2 separate regions of the Pan troglodytes genome follow, and region 2 is linked to region 1. Evidence: chromatin contacts called from public HiChIP or PLAC-seq data. All regions are on one chromosome and are shown on one strand. The core of a region is the stretch at or near the end of the contact, and the rest is flanking DNA. Distances in the headings are between cores, read along the strand shown.

Region 1 (2,929 bases), core at 313-2,812:
AACTTGAGAGGCAGAGGTTGCAGTGAGCCGAGATTGTGCCATTGCACTCCAGCCTGGGAGACAAGAGCAAAACTCTGTCTCAAAAAAAACAAAAGGCCGGGCACAGTGGCTCACGCCTGTAATCCTAGCACTTTGGGAGGCCAAGGTGGGCAGATTGCCTAAGCTCAGGAGTTCGAGACCAGCGTGAGTAACATGGTGAAACCCTGTCTCTAAAATACAAAAAAATTAGCCGGACAAGGTGGTGCATACCTATAATCCCAGCTACTCAGGAGGCCAAGGCAGGAGAATTGCTTGAACCCAGGAGGCGGAGGTTGCAGTGAGCCAAGATTTCGCCACTGCACTCCAGCCTGGGCGACAGAGTGAGGCTCCGTCTCTTTAAAAAAAAAAAAAAAAAAAAAAGACTTTCCTAAGTCCCAGAGTGTTAACAGATGACTCTCTATATACCTTTATCTCTCTTCAAGAACTCCAGCAACGTCCGGATGGCAGCCACTGCTGAGGCCATGTCAGGATCTTCTTTCATCTGAGACTTAAAGTATTCAATTAACTCTGGAAAAAGGGAAAAAAGTGATTCATCTCATTCATTTAGCAGCTTATAAGGCAAGAGAGCTTGTTAATGACTGTTGACTTTAAGAAGCAAACAATTTAAAAAATACTTTCTTTCTAGGGTATTTGGTTTCAGGGATGCAATAAATGTTGATGGGAATAGAGAAAATACCACTTTGCTGTTTGCAAGAGCTCTTTTTTATTTTGAAAAAGCTACTGGTGTGCAAGGCCTAAAAATTAAGCCCGAGTAAATGATGACGAAAAGTCTTTCTCTCTTCAGCATCTTTGGTCCTAAAATCTGAGAGGATCCCAGAGTCAACCATCTTGCCAATTTCTCCTGCACCCCTCCAGACAGTCTATGCTAATACATGTCTATTCACATACACATATATGTTACAAATATTATACATGGAGTTCCACCCACTCCCCTTTATTTCTTTACATGAAAAGTGTATTAGTTTGCCCTTGTTTTTCACTTAATAACCATACTAGATGAGCACATCAAATATGCCTTATTCATTCTAATTTTAATGACAGATCCAACAAGGCAGGAAGGAGACTGGCACTGGGAAGGAGCGTATGTGTGGGAGGGATGCCTGCAGATACTGCCAGGGCGCATCCCTGAAAACAAGAGCAGCGCGAGGGATTTAGTTGTGACTCTGGAAACACAACCAGCGGAGCAGCCTGAAATTCAAAAGAAATCTCTTCGGGAGCTCAGCCTGGATGTGAGAGGTTGGGGGGACCCCTGAATGGCGCTGCTGTAGCCTAGCAGCCCTGGCCTGTCTTGATTTACCCTTGTCGTCCATGGCGTCCTCCTGCTGCGGAGCCCCAGGGGACCCGAGCCGCCCGCGCTGTCTCGAACGGGTCCGCCGGCCGCGCCGCCTGCGAGCCAGTCTGACAGCGCGCTGCACACCTCCGCACCCCACTTCCGGCGCACTTCCGTACCCCTCTTCCGGCGCACCCCCGCACTCCACTTCCGCAGATTAGGGGGCTGGCACGAGTCAAAGCACCTTGTGCGTCACTTGGCGGCGCCGGACGTTGGGCTGCGCAGGATTTGAGACGCTCCCCTGACCACCACTTGCTCTGCGCTGAGGTGCTGGGACAGCCATGGTTTCAGACGGTGAGGACCCTGCAGGGCGGGACTTCGACTCCAGGGCTCGGCGGTCTCGGTCTGGCTACGACTGGCCAGATGGAATGTGTCTTTTGGGCTGGATAGAATCCGTTTGGTCTTTAGAGGAGTAGCCAAGGCATTCAGTCATTCATTCAGTAAATAGTTTTGGATCGCCTCCTGTGTACAGGCATTATTTTCTGGATTTTAGCAGAGATCGTTGACAGACAGGGGCCTTAGTGGAGGTTACAGTCTAGTGGGTGAAACAGATGACAATAAATAAAAATAATTTCGGCGGGGTCGCACCCCGGTGGATTAGGCCTGTAATCCCAGCACTTTGGGAGGCCGAGGCGGGAGAATCGCTTCAAGCCGGGAGTTCGAGACCTGCCTGGGCAACACAGCCAGACCCCATCTCTACAAAAAAAAAGAAATATTAGCCGGGCGTGGTAGCGCGTGTCTGTGGTCCCAGCTACGCGGGAGACTGAGGCGGGAGAATCACTTGAGCCCAGGAATTCGAGGCTTCAGTGAGCTATTATGGCAGCACTGCACCCAGCATGGCCGACAGGGCATGACCTCGTCAATAAAAAATTAAAAAATAAATTATTTTTCAAAGGATGAAAAGAGCTATGAAGATGATGTAATAGTACGGTCCTAGTTACAATACTACATTGTGACTAGGATTGAGAAGGAGCTGTTTTAGATAGGGGCCTAGGAAAAGTGCAGGATATTGAAACCGACTTGAATGATTGTGTGAAGTTCTGGGGGAAGTGCACTTTAAGTGCATGGGCCCTGTGGCAGATTGAGCCACCAAGTTACACTGAGAAGGGAGAAATGGAGAGCTTGCGGGTAGAGGATGGTGGGGAGACTCATTCATACATTAAACTACCACATACAGAGTCAGATGTCTTGAAGAAAAAGGAGGCTAGAGGGATGAGATCAGAGAACCAGCCAGTTTCAGGTCATGCAGGGCCTTATTGGCCGTGATAGAGAAGTTGGCCTTTATTTTTAGGTGCAATACAAAGACATTGTAGAGTTTTAAGCCAGAAAGTGTTATGATCTGGTTTGCAATTTTAAAAGATCACTGTGGCTGTTGTGTGGAAAATGGACTGTGGGGAGCAAGAATAGAGATAGGGGAGTCCTTTCAGGAACTGTAATAATTGTCTATCCTCTCTTAATTGATGTGAAACCATACCACAACCCTGTGAGGGAGGCAGGCCTGGCATTGCTCCTGTCTACAAATGAGGTAGCGAACTAAAGAAGGAAATTCACAGGGACATT
Region 2 (2,935 bases), core at 420-2,919, 340 kb after region 1:
CCAAAAGAATTACATACATTTCAAAACATCTTTGGAGGTAAAAGGCACTTTAAACGTTATCATCTTTTTCCTTACAATGCAATAGCGAGAAAATGCATGGGAATTCTTGATGAGCAAAAAAAAAAAAAAGAAAAAGAAAAGTCGTTTTATCAATACCAATGCTCTTTAAATAAATTTCAAACGTAAAAGTTTTAAAATGGCAATCCTAGTTTTAATACTCTTACAGGTTTCTGGAACTGCGTAATATGTTAAAGTATTACAGCCTGGTAGCTTGTATTTTGTTATAAAACCGACTACTGCAACCTAAGCTATAAAGCACGGTTATATTTTCTCTCTGGCCGCCTAATTTTCCTTAGTGGACTAGATCGTACTGCTAAATACCAAAACTTGAAATGAAACCATACAGGTCAGCATGAAAACCTAAGTTAGAGAAACTCCCTCGCCGTAGCAGACGGCAGCCCAGTAGCCAAGCCTGGAGCTCTGCTGCGTTTGTGCATTCTGCTCCGTTTCACGAATCACAGGCAAATCGTTACTCAGAGTAAACTAAAGCCGCATCAAAGCTTCAGGAAGGGGCTGGCAGGTAGTGTACTTACGGAAAGGCTACCAGGACGGGAGGCGATACAACTTGTCAGGGAGGGTCTCTAAGGTTCCCCGGGTGGTAACAAGCATTTAAAAAGGCGATGTGGATTCAGACGGCCTCCTCCCCACAGCATCCCAGACAAAGCCGGGCTAGGCCCCGGGGCGCTCCTGGTGCACCTGCAATGCGGATCCCTCGCCCTGCGATCCCACCCCGGGGCAGACAAGAGCGCCCCGGGACCGGCCTCTCCTCCCCCTTGGCACTGGGGTGGGCGCGCGCCGCGGCCGGTCCGCACCCTGGACTGGAGCCCGGGCCGGGGAGCCCCCTCCCCAGAAAGGGCCGGCGGACCCCGCGGGGGCGGGCGCGGGGGTCGCCGAGCCTCAGGGACCCTCTTGCCCCGACTCCGCCGTCTCCCGAGTTGCCTTCGCCCGGGGCCACCCCTGCCCCTGGGGGAGCTAACGTGGCTCCCAAGCCCCGGAGGTGGGGCAGGAGGACCCTGTCCCCCGTCTCCCGGCAGGGAGGGTTTTTAAAGTCTTCGCCACGAACTCCCGTCCCTGCCCGGCCCCTCCGCCCCTGCCCGGCCCCTCCGCCCCTGCCCGGCCCCTCCGCCCCTGCCCGGCCCCTCCGCCCCTGCCCGGCCCCTCCGCCCCTGCCCGGCCCCTCCGCCCCCGCCGGCGCTGCCAGGTGAGCGGAGCCGGACTCGACACACCCCGGGCCCCGCCTCACCTGCGGGCGCCGCCGTCGCGTTCCTTCAGGCGGCTGCCCTCTTAGGCTCGGTCCTCCCGGCGGGCGGCGGCGGGGGCCCGTGGCCCATGGGCTGGGCGGGGCGCGGCGGGCGGGGCTGCCTGGGCTCGGGCGCTGCCCGGGACGGGCCGCCGAGGGAGGTCAGTGGGCACCGCCCGCCCGGCGCATCTCGCCCGCTCCCACCCGAGCGCTAGCCGCGGTGCACCCTGGGAGCGGGGCCGGCGGCGAGGCCTGGCCGCGCTGACCCGGCGGGCTAGGCGCCGGCGCGGCGGCGGGTCTGTGTCTGCCGAGCTGGGCGGGGGCGGCGCGCCGATATTCACTTGGCGAGGCCGGGCTACGCCCCCTTCCGCCCGGCTGTGGCGGGGCAGAGGCGAGGGCCGAGGGGAAGGGAGGGTCGGGCCCGCGGGACGCAGGCGCACAGCTCAGGTGCGGCCGCACTGCGGTTGCCCTGGGTAACGCGGCCCGGAGTGGGGGGGCGCGGGGAGGAGCGAGGGAGGCGAGCGGGAGCGCGCGCGCGCCGGGCGCTGGGGTGGGGGATGGCCGGGCCCGACCGGGCCGGGGCTGGGGGGCGGGGGCGGAGGCGGGCGGTGGGGGCGCGGGCCGGGTGGCCGCGCATGCGTGCGGCCCCCGCTCCCCCGGGGCTCCCCGGCCTCGTGCGTGCGCACGCGCGCTGTCCCCCGGAGGCGTCTGGGTGTGCGGAGCGCGCGCGCGCGCGGCTCGGAGGCGCACCTGTGAGGTGTCCCTGAGGAGAGGGAGGTGGGTGCGCGGCGCCCGCGGCCTGGGGCGCTGACTCCCCTCACTTGGAGTGAGTTCTCGGCGGCCGGGCTGCAGTCTTTCTTTCTTTCCCGGAGGGAGGCGGGGGCCGGGGGCCAGGGAGCGGGCTAGGGGTGGGAAGGAGGTGGAGTGGATTAAAGAAAAGAAAAACAACCCATCCCGGAGGATGGGCCTCGGGCCGGCCCGGCCCTTGGGGATGGCGGGGAAGGTCAGAGCGGCTCCGCGCAGCCTGGCGGGTCCCGGGCTGAGAAGCCGCCCCTCGGGCCTCGGGCGGTCGGCCGCGGGCCCGCAGTGCGGGGGAGCGGGGCCGGGGGGCGCAGATGGCGGCCGGTGCGAGCGAGGGCTGGGCAGCGGGCAGGGCGAGGCCGGGCGAGGCCCCTCGGGAGCCGGACTCCCGAGCCAGGCTCCATTGTTGTTGGAGCCGAGGGAAGGGGGAGCGCTGCCGCCCTCGTCGCCCGTGGAGCCGCGCCTTGGAGCCCTTCCAGGCGGGTCCCGGGAGAGGCGGTCATGGCCGCGCCAGGGGACCGGGGAGCCGGGCGGCTGCGGAGGAGCCGGCTGCATGGGGTGCTGTGTGTTTTTCAGGGCGCCCTGCGTCCGGCAGAGGAGGCGAGCATCCCGCTCAGGTGATGAGGAACCCCTCGCGCACCCAGCGCAGAAGGCTGCTGCCGCCGGACGCCTCCATTGTTTGACCACAACAAGGGCCGGATTCTCACCCAGGTAAACTGGCTGCCGGCGCTGTCCACCTCCCTCTGACTCCCGCCTCCGCAGGCGTTCTCACCCCTTCCAGGACTCGACTGCAGTTTTCTCACTGTCCCCGGCTTCTCATGAACTCCGTATACC

Evidence for each region. HiChIP or PLAC-seq counts read pairs in DNA pulled down with a chosen protein or histone mark.
Region 2: a contact with region 1 is called in an H3K4me3 HiChIP or PLAC-seq map of stem cell-derived excitatory neurons, with 2.1 times the contacts expected there. The contact joins the promoter of ZNF664 here to the promoter of EIF2B1 in region 1. A contact is called at or near these places in 1 of 7 Hi-C or Micro-C datasets (stem cell-derived neural progenitor cells) and 1 of 1 datasets of contacts at active chromatin or transcription factors (stem cell-derived excitatory neurons).

Annotation. Positions count from the first base shown.
Region 1 is chr10:130,454,841-130,457,769 of NHGRI_mPanTro3-v2.0_pri, forward strand. It overlaps EIF2B1 (eukaryotic translation initiation factor 2B subunit alpha), which reads right to left and starts at 1,563. Exons shown (of 10, transcript XM_016924561.4): 1 at 1,337-1,563; 2 at 445-546. The coding sequence starts at 1,349. GTF2H3 (general transcription factor IIH subunit 3) reads left to right here and starts at 1,516. Exons shown (of 14, transcript XR_010147841.1): 1 at 1,516-1,663.
Region 2 is chr10:130,794,812-130,797,746 of NHGRI_mPanTro3-v2.0_pri, forward strand. It overlaps ZNF664 (zinc finger protein 664), which reads left to right and starts at 1,670. Exons shown (of 5, transcript XR_010147852.1): 1 at 1,670-1,747; 2 at 2,678-2,812. CCDC92 (coiled-coil domain containing 92) reads right to left here and starts at 1,491. Exons shown (of 5, transcript NM_001279803.1): 1 at 1,304-1,491.